2 separate regions of the Mus musculus genome follow, and region 2 is linked to region 1. Evidence: chromatin contacts called from public HiChIP or PLAC-seq data. All regions are on one chromosome and are shown on one strand. Each heading gives the region's core, a stretch centred on a gene start, on an enhancer-like site or on the middle of the called end of the contact. The rest is flanking DNA. Distances are from core to core; before and after follow the strand shown. Region 1 overlaps Fgr (FGR proto-oncogene, Src family tyrosine kinase). Region 2 overlaps Wasf2 (WAS protein family, member 2).

Region 1 (4,892 bases), core at 1,443-3,942:
AACCCAGGACCACCAGCCCAGCAGTGGTTCTACCCACAATGAGCTGAGCCCTCCCTCATTGATTACTAATTGAGAAAATGCCATACAGCTGGATCTCATGGAGGCATTTCCTCAACTGAGCTGCCTTTCTCTCTGAAGACTCTGGCTTGTATGGAGTTGACACAAAGCTAGCCAGGACAGTGGCGTAGTAGCGTTGTGCCCACGATTCTGACATTTGTAGTGAATTTGAGGGTAGTCTTGGCTACCCCAAAACCAGAGTGAGAGTCCTCAGGACTTGGACTCTGGGAAGCGAGGGGAACTGGATGATCCAGTATCTTTGGAAGAAACAAGTTAGGTGTGGTGTCAGTTGATAAAATGGGGGACACGGGAACAAGTGGAGGTCCATGGATTCGGCGGGGGTGGGGGTGGGGCAGGATTGTTGTTTTGTGGTTTGTAGAGAGGAACACTACACGTGAAGGAAGTTACCAGAAGCTAGACCAGGCTGCCCTGTGTATGAGAAGTGCCGGGCCATGCCACTTCATGATCCCAGAGGAAGGGGCTCCTGTTCCTAATTGTCTCTGAGACTCTGTCATTTGTTATGGCACTCTGGTGCTGGTAGGAACTGGGCCTCATCTGAGTAGAGATGACACTTAGAGCTGCCTAGTAGGAAAAAGGAGGAAGAGAGAGCAAGCAAGACACAGGGTGGTCCTGGGGTTTGACTCTGGTGAAGAAAGAGCCACTGGAGAGCGGAGAAAAGCAGGCCCGGCCAAGTGCAGAACATCCAAGTCTGGAGGAGAAATTTCTGAAAACAGGAGAGAGGGGATTTGAGGCTGCCCTCATCCTTGGCAATGGGGTGACCCTCCTAAGTCACCTTTGTCACATGGGCTTGACAGCAGAGCCCAGGAAGGAGGGAGTTAGTGGAAGGGGAGGAAAGTATTGTCTCAAGAGGGGAAATATGGATCTAAGTGAAGGTGAGCTAAGAAGCCGGGACCAAACATGCAGAAGATGGCTCAGCAGGTAAAGGCACTTGCTGTCAAGCTTGACCCCCTAAGTTTGATCTCCAGAACCCACAGGGTGAAAGGAGAGACCCAGCATGCACGGATCTGACTTCTGACCCCCACTCCTTTGTTATAGCATGCATGCGCACATGCACACACAACATGAATACAGAACATGCAATAATTTTGTTGTTGAAAAAGAAAAAAGTAGGGGGCTGTAGAGATGGGTCAGTGGTTCAGTGCACAGGAAGCTCTTCCAGAGGACCAGGGTTCAATTCCTAGCACCCACGTGGGGACTTATAACCCTCATTAGCTACTGTTCCAGGGGCTCTGGTGCCCTCTTTCAGCCCCCATGGACACTTGCATGCACATGTGTGTGCAGTGATATCAAGAAATACATCTTTAAAACACAGCAACGTAGGACTCAGAACTTCTTCCCTCTAGGAAAGAGGAAGGTATGTGTTTAGGGATTGAAGGATGGGGCAGTTTCAGGGGGATGTTTATGGGGTAAGATGGGTTTTCTCTAGTAGAGGGACATGGGCAAGCCCAGAGCACAAGAGGAAAGAGGCTGGATTGTGGAGAGCGGCAGAAAGCATGGAGGATGATGGAGGGGCAGGGTGGCAGTGTTGTGTGTTGGGGGGGGAGTTGGATCAGCAGGGTAGCAATGGTGGGGGGGGTTGGATCAGCAGGGTGGCAATGGTGTGGGGGTGTGGGGTTTGGATCAGTGGGGTGGCAATGGTGTGGGTGTGAGGGTGGGGGTTGGATCAGAGGGGTGGCCATGGTGTGGGAGTGGGGGGGGTGTGGATCAGAGGGGTGGCAATGGTGTGTGTGTGTGTGTGTGTGTGTGTGTGTGTGTGTGTGGAGGGTTGGATCAGCTGCGCCCACAGCTTGGGTAGCAAGGTGCTGTCTAAAGTGCTCAGTGTGGGTTCCTGGTTAAGAGCCCAGGCCTGAGAGGAGACAGTTTGGGTTCCTGTTTTGGATCACAGTGTGGCCTCAGGCAAGCTGCTTAACCACTAGGTAGCTGGTTCAATTCCTCATCTGTCTAATGAGTTTAAACATGGCACTTTTCTCTGAATATTATAAGCAAGTCTATTTATGTTCAGAGTTGTCGTCTACCACAAAGGAAGTGCCCAGTCTGTTAAGGCTTGGTTTTTATTTTGAAGCAAGGTCCTGCGATGTAGCTCAGGCTATCTCACTCTTAGAAGCTCCTCCTCCCAGGGGCTAACTTACTCTGCTGATTCTTAAGGAAGTTTTTGGCTTTTTTAAGACAGGGCTTCTTTGTGTAGCTCTGGCTGTCCTAGAAAAAGTTCTGTAGACCAGGCTGGCCTTGAATTCACAGAGAGCCTCCTGACTCCAGAGTGCTGGGGTCAAAGGTGCACAACACTGTGCTGGGGTTGAAGGATGATCTTGAAAACCTTTGACAATGTGTATGGTATCCCTTCAACCCTTTCTCCTTGCTGCCTGCTTTCCCAGGCACACGGTTAGCAGACACCGCTTCTGTCTCCCAGATTTGCCTGGTGCTCAGGTATGGACTGAGCGTGCCAGCGTTCCCAGGTGTCCTCACCCGCCCTGATTTGAAAACTGTGTTCTTTTCTATCAATGCCCACAAGGCACAGTCAATTTAATGATCAGATAACAACAGAGTCTTCTACAGCGAGTGTGGTCACATCTGTTCCCCACCCCCCAGTCTGCCCTGTATGCACACAGCTCAGGACTACATTGTCTCAGACAGCCACAAGCAGGGAAAGAATTTGGGGCTAGGGTGGGGCAGGAGTCTGAAGGATTGCCTAGGGTGGTGGGAGAGAATCAGGGCACGTGAGGACACTAATTGTTCACACCAGCTCCCCTCTGAGACTTGAGTTCCTTGTCTGTAAAATGGGTTTTGGAGAGGTCTAGTGAGAAGGGTCAAGGGCCCTGTGATACCTGAAAAAGTCACTGATGCCTGGGCTCTACCAATTTTGGTTTGTTGGTGTGTTTGTTGGTTTGATATAACGTCTTACCATGTAACCTTGACTGATTTGGAACATCTGCCTGCCTGTGCCTCCCAAGTGCTGGGATTAAAGGCATACACTACACTACCAGGGACTTTTATGGCTTTTTTTTTTTTTTCCCAGAGACAGGGTTTCTCCGGCTGTCCTAGAACTCATTCTATAGACCAGGCTGGCCTCAAACTCAGAGAGATCCACCTGCCCCCGCCAACTCCTAAGTGCAGGGATTAAAGGCATGTACCACTATGCCCTGTTCCCTCATTATTTGTTTTTAAGGTAGGGTCTCACTATGTAGCCCTGGCTGACCTAGAACTTGCTATGTAGACCAGGGTACCCTCAAACTCAGAGCGGTACCTGCCTCTGCCTCCTGATTGCTGGGATCATACCACTGTACCAGGGAGAATCTAACAATTTTAATTCAAGAGACACCAGTGGGTAGGAATCCTGGTCTTTCTCAGCATCGACCATGTGTGCCCGACAGTTTCCCATTCCCCTTCTCTGGGATCCTTATACTCAAGTCATGAAGCAGATTATAACAACCCATTTGTCAGATGAGGAAACTGAGACTTGGCTGTTGCGGTGACTTCCGGGGAAGATGAACTGGCGTTTGGAATGAATGTGCCTGGTTCTGCCTGCTTTTCCTAACAGGTGGTACTTCGGAAAGATCAGTAGAAAGGATGCAGAGAGGCAGCTTCTGTCCTCTGGTAACCCCCAGGGGGCCTTTCTCATTCGGGAAAGCGAGACCACCAAAGGTGGGTTGGTACGGCAGACATGCCACCAGACAATAAGGACAGTGGGCTGGTCAGTGCTTGGGTCAGGGCCAAGTGGAGGGGCAGAGCTAAGCTGGGCTCTGGGAATTCCTTTGGGGGCCTCCTCCTGCTCTGAGGGAGACGAGAACTAAAGGACCCTTTCCACCCAGGGGCCTACTCCCTGTCCATCCGTGACTGGGACCAGAACAGAGGCGATCACATAAAGCATTATAAGATCCGAAAGCTGGACACGGGCGGCTACTACATCACCACACGGGCCCAGTTTGACTCCATACAGGACCTAGTGCGGCACTACATGGGTGAGCTGCTAAGTGTGACTGACCGTGTTGTCATGACGGGGAGACTGAGGCCTGGAGAACAAAAATCTCCTAAAGAAGTAGTGGCTGGGCCACGTACATGCGTCCTTAGGCCAGGATTCTGCTCTGTGTGGAGTCTGAGCAGACGGAGAGCAAGCAATGCCTCCTAATCTTGCTTCCAGGCCTAAGCCTGGGGAACTTTTGAAAATTTTACATTTTTTTTTGGGGGGGGGGCTCATGCGTGTCAGAGTACAACTCGTGGAAGTTGATTCTCTCCTTCAGCCAAGTGGGTCCTGGGGATGGAACTCGGGTCATTGGGGTTGCCAGCAGACACCGTCTTTACCTGCCGAGCAAAATCTTGCTGGCTTCGGTCTATTCAGTGTATGGAAACTTTGTGGGGCATTTGTTGTTCTCTCTCTCTATCTCTCTGTCTCACTGTCTCTCTGTCTCTTTCTGTCTCTCTCGTTGTGTGTGTCTAAATCAGAGGACAACTTGTGGAAGTAAGTCCTTTCCTTCTGCCATATAGGTCCCAGAGACTAAACCCGGGTGGCTAGGTTGGCTGCTGGCTCACACCTTACCTGCTGAGCCACCTTGCTGGCCCTGTTGTACTTCCTAGGCAGAGTCATTATCTATCATAGGCTCTAAGCCAGCAGTTCTTAACTTTCCTAATGCTGCCACCTTTTAATACAGTTCCTCATGGTGACCCTTCCAACGATAAAATTATTTCATTGCTACTTTATAACGGTAATCTTGCTACTGTTATGAATTGTAATGTAAATCTCTGATAGGCAGGATATCTGATATGCGACCCCAGAGGGGTCATGTCCCACAGATTGAGAACTGCTGCTCTAAGCAGTGGGT
Region 2 (4,892 bases), core at 1,416-3,915, 190 kb after region 1:
TGTTCCAGGCTGGAGAGATGGCTCAGTGGTTAAGAGCACTGGCTGTTCTTCCAGAGGTCCTGAGTTCAATTCCCAGCAACCACATGGTGTCACACAACCATCTCTAATGAGATATGATGCCCTCTTCTGGTGTGTCTAAAGACAGCTACAGTGTACTCACATACATAAAATAAATAAATCTTAAGGGAAAAAAAGAAGAGTACTTGTACTCAGATCTGTGGTACATGTATCTCAGAACCCAAAAGCAGAGGCGGGTGGCTCTTTCTGAGTCTGAGGCCAGACAAAGCTACATAGACATTACAGAGTAGGACTCTTTTAATTCTTTTATTGGAGAGGAGGGTTTGTTTTTTCAAGACAGAGTTTCTCTGGATAACCCTGGCTGTCCTGGAATTCTCTGTAGACCAGGCTGGCCTCTAACTCTGATCTGCCTCCCAAGTGCTGGGATTAAAGTTGCGTGCCACCAGTGCCCAGCCAACACTTACAGTTCTTAGACCAAAGTTTGGTTTCCTACACCTGCATAGTGGCTTACAACTTCCTGTAACTCCAGTTTCACAGGATCTGGCACCCTCATCTGTCCTCTGTGGGCAATCACACACACACATGTGCATACTAACAAACAAAAACACGCATTTATGTAGATAGGAATAAATATAAGAAGTACTCCGGCATAATAGAAAGAGCTGCAGCCTTGGCTGGGTACAGTGATACACAAGTCATCTCAGTGGTGAGGAAGAGAAGGATGAGATCATGGCGAGTTTGAGGCCAGCCTGGTCTACTAAGTGAATTTGAAACCAGCCAGGGGACGAAGTGAGGCAGTGTCTAAAAATAAAGATCTGAGCTCTAACAGTCTGAGGCTTCTGATTTGAGGTCTGCTGCTCTTTCCATTTTCCATAGTGTGATTCTGAGTCGCCCAGGGCCTGACCTGACATGGCAAGGAAGAGGCCAGGCAGTGCTGGTGCACGCCTTTACTCCAGCCTGGTCTACAGAGCACAGCGAGGGCCACACAGAGAAGCCCTGCCTCAGAAAGGAGAAAGGAAAGCTGAGCACAGGCCTTTAATCCCAGCACTTGGAGGGCAGAGGCAGGCGGATCTCTGGGTTCAAAGGCTCCTTGTCCGGTGGCTCTGGAGAGCAGCTTGGGAGTGACGAGGAACAAGCAGGGATCCATGACCCTCACACTGTATGAGAAATTACTTCAGTAGAACATCAGACCAAGATGAAGATATCTCTAACTTATCTATCTCTGACGCAGGAATGTAGGACTTCTCCTGGTGAGGAGGTCACTTTATGTTTTCTAACTCACAGTTTTCAAAGATCTTGTCTGCACAGAAAGTTCCGAGCCAGCCAGTGCTCCATAGTGAGACCCTGTCTCAAAATAATAATAATAAATTTTGTATATTGAGATCTTTTGTAAGATTTTTACCTGATGCCCACTGTCACAAGCCCTTCTACTGTGGAACCGAAAATCTCAGTCTTCTCTGGGAGACAGAAAGATGGGTTAACTTGTATTTTTCTCTTTTCCGCCAGAGCAGTTGAATTTTTACATTTGTTATGAGACAGAGTCTCACTATGTAGTCCAGGCTGGCCTTGAACAAACAGCCTCCCCCTCGGCCTCCCAAGTGCTAAGATTACAGGTGGGAGCCACCACCATTGGGTGTTTTTAAGGTTGGTTCATTTCCCATGCATAATCCTGCGTTATTTCTTTGCTTTTGTTTCCAAACACAATTTTTCTTTACCTGGTGGAGCAGGAGCACTGCTGTATTATCAACATATCAAACAGGACCTTCTGCCTGCAGCAGAGCAGGGACGCAGCATGTTGGCCTCTGAGTCCTTTGAGCTCAGGAATGCCTCTTGACTGTTGCTGCATGGAAGCGTGCAGTATGCAGAATTGGGAGCTCCTCCTTGATTTATTAAATGCACCAGGAGCTCCCAGTGCACAAGTTAACTGCAGTTTACCCCGAGGGTGTGGTTTTGCCCTTCCAGGCTAGGTTAGCCTAATTCCCCCTTAAATATGTACTAAGCTTAGAAGCTAAAGGAAAAAAAAATGAGACCTTACTTTAACTAGGTCTCAAACTCTCGTCAGGTTGGGCAGTCGTTTACGGCTGCCTTCCCTTTGTGCGTGAGCATCCGAGGTGTGGAGACTTACTCCTCATACCTCTCCCATCCCTTGCGGCTCAGAATAACAGTGTGGAGGTATTTATTCCACATGGCGGTTTCTTTGGCTACAAATTCTCCTTGCATTCAGGGTTGAAAGTACAGAACTCTTTTCTTATTCTAAAAAGTGAGACCTTGTGGAAAAAGACCAGTGGTGTCTTGTTTTTCAGGGAGGGCTTGAATATCTCAGCTTTTCGCTTGTTCCCTGGGGTGTGGATTTGAAGGATTGTAACCTGGAGCAAAGACTTTGAAAGCTGTGGGTTAGAGAATGTAAGGTGACCTTTTCACCCTTAGAAGAAATTTGGCATCTCTGTGTGGGGTGGGAAAATTCAGGCCCCTTAGAGATACCCACATCTTGGTTTTCAGTGGGCTTTTGAAATTCAACTGAGGACGTAATTTAGTGTATTAAGCATGGACGCCTAGTTGTTGCTCTAACTTTCAGGCTGCTCTCAGAGCCGTTTTACAAGGTGCTTTACAGAACAGGAGGGTGAGAGCCAAGGACAAATGTTTGCATACACTGGCTGCTTTTCCGGGACTAACTTGTTGACATTGCACCTTTCGATTTTGTTGAACCTGCTTTTAATTTCATGTTTGTTCAGAATTTGCCAAAGAGGTTCTATTAGTTATGGACTATATAAGCACAGAGTGACCAGGCTATGGAAACTGTCTCTTTCTCCAAGAACAAGCATGTGTGTGTGTGTGTTTGGGGTACGATATACTCTTTAGTCTTTGGGCTGGTTCCTCTCACTCCTGTGCACTAGTGACTTGCTCTGTTTGCCCTTTCTAGGTAAGTATGCAGAGGACATTTTCGGAGAGATTTGTACTCAGGCAAGTGCCTTTGCCTCCCGAGTAAACTCCCTTGCTGAGCGGGTTGACCGAGTACAAGTTAAAGTCACTCAGCTGGATCCCAAGGAAGAAGAAGGTAAGGAGGCTTAGCCAGAGCTGCAGGCTCTGCCGAGGAGTGCCTCAGAATCCTGCCCTGGTTTGTTACAAAGCAAGAGGAGAGATCAGAGAGACTGATATACGTCTACTTGGAAGCGACATAAGCCTAGGTGGTGTAAAGAAACCTTTTTCCCTTTACCACACAGCACACTGCCATCCCCCCAGTCCCCTTGTTCTCACGTTTCCTTTCCCTCAGTGGTATTTTGCTACCATAAAAGTACTTGGAAGACTCATTTCACCCATGGAGAGGCCTGCAAGATCTGGCCACATAGTAAACCTTTGTGTTGCTTCATCTGTTCAGTCATGAAATGGCTGGGCTGCTGACAGCCTCGTGGGGCTTCCCCAGAGGGGGAAGGGAAAAAAAACCTGGCTGCCAAGAAAGGCAGCAGCTGAGGCGTCTCCGACGGTGTGACTCAGTGTTTGCTCAAATAGCCTGCCGTCCATTTTCTAACGCCTTCCATCTTCCTTCTCTCAGTGTCACTACAAGGAATCAACACTCGGAAGGCCTTCAGAAGTTCTACCACCCAAGACCAGAAGCTCTTTGACAGGAACTCTCTCCCGGTGCCCGTCTTAGAGACCTATAACAGCTGTGACGCTCCTCCCCCTCTTAACAATCTCAGTCCTTACAGGTAACCGTGCGCTCGCTCTCTCTCTCTCTCTCTCTCTCTCTCTCTCTCTCTCTCTCTCTGTGTGTGTGATTAAAAACTGCATTGTCTAAAATCTCTAAAGATAATATCTGTATCAGAGAGAGAATACTGTTGAACTCCCTGCCCACCCCAGCAGAGACCGTTAGCTCATTCTTGTCTGGTCTCTGACGGACATGCCGCGTCTCCTATGTACTGAAAGTTTGCTGTACCATTGATGCTGCAAAGTTTAACTTGGGAAAAGTAAGTCCATCTGGATTCCATCCAAGGAATTTAGTTATTACAGAAGCAAGAGGACTTGTTAGCAGGCAGTCCTGCACACGGATTCCCAGGGGCCACATTCTAACCGGCTTTCCACTTTCTCAGAAAACTCTAAATTACCAGATGTTTGGGCAAGTTAATGGGACCAGCCTCATACTGGCTGCTGGGGAGGGGGGGATCACAGTGTGGGGAGTATTGGTGTCCTTCCACGTGAGTGCCGGTCCCTTCATTTTGAACACCCTTTGGATGGTTTCTTCTGTAAGGACCAGCCCTGGTGTAGGTAGACATGGGAAAGGAAGATGGTAGGTTTAAAGACAACCTAGAGTCCTCCCCTCTGGCGATTTGCTAATGTCATCTTGAACAGACCAACTGAGCAGAAGTAGAAAGGGAATATTTATCTTGCTTGTATCCATAAAAAGTAGTTACAGGTAGCTAGACGTGGGTGCTGGCGGTCAGGCATGGGTACACTGAAAAGCAGAGTGTGTGTGTGTGTGTGTGTGTGTGTGTGTGTGTGTGTGTGTGTACCTCTTGAATTCAAGGACACTGGTCTGTCCCTCGAGCCCCAAATAGGAGCTTGGTAGCGTCTCACAGAGATCAAGAAGAATATCTGCCCTTGGTCCTAGTAAAGGATATGGAGTCTTGCTTGCCCCAGGGCTGTCACTCTTTAGTCTGATTGAGTTTGGGGATAGTGTGTGATAGAAAGGGTTGACATACCTCATAGTACTGAAAACGATATGAGACAGTGTTTGTATGGTGGGATAGGATTGACAAATAATATTGAGATGTTTCATCTTTCTGGAAACTGTATTATTTTTTTTTTTTGATACTAATACTGCCAGAATTAGTATCTCCTTCCTCTCAGTTATCTGGACTTGGCCTAACAGAAACAAGCAG

The links. HiChIP or PLAC-seq counts read pairs in DNA pulled down with a chosen protein or histone mark.
Region 2: a contact with region 1 is called in an H3K27ac HiChIP or PLAC-seq map of embryonic stem cells, with 6 read pairs. The contact joins two enhancer-like sites. A contact is called at or near these places in 1 of 15 datasets of contacts at CTCF or cohesin (large pre-B cells), 22 of 484 Hi-C or Micro-C datasets (the AtT-20 cell line, B cells, CD4 T cells and 17 more), 9 of 115 datasets of contacts at active chromatin or transcription factors (VIP interneurons, differentiating embryonic stem cells, double positive thymocytes and 4 more) and 4 of 9 other capture datasets (adipose tissue, embryonic stem cells, liver and 1 more).

What each region holds. Positions count from the first base shown.
Region 1 is chr4:132,991,034-132,995,925 of GRCm38.p6, forward strand. It overlaps Fgr (FGR proto-oncogene, Src family tyrosine kinase), which reads left to right. Exons shown (of 13, transcript NM_010208.4): 6 at 3,614-3,717; 7 at 3,885-4,034. Among named protein-coding and RNA genes, the nearest start is that of Gm36599, 15 kb to the right of the region's middle. Within about 2 kb of position 2,693, at least 18 of the 459 cell types and tissues checked have an H3K27ac peak or open chromatin away from gene starts, as enhancers often do. A contact at or near this core is called in embryonic stem cells, where this site is marked.
Region 2 is chr4:133,182,031-133,186,922 of GRCm38.p6, forward strand. It overlaps Wasf2 (WAS protein family, member 2), which reads left to right. Exons shown (of 9, transcript NM_153423.6): 3 at 2,939-3,073; 4 at 3,569-3,722. Among named protein-coding and RNA genes, the nearest start is that of Mir7017, 11 kb to the right of the region's middle. Within about 2 kb of position 2,666, at least 195 of the 459 cell types and tissues checked have an H3K27ac peak or open chromatin away from gene starts, as enhancers often do. A contact at or near this core is called in embryonic stem cells, where this site is marked.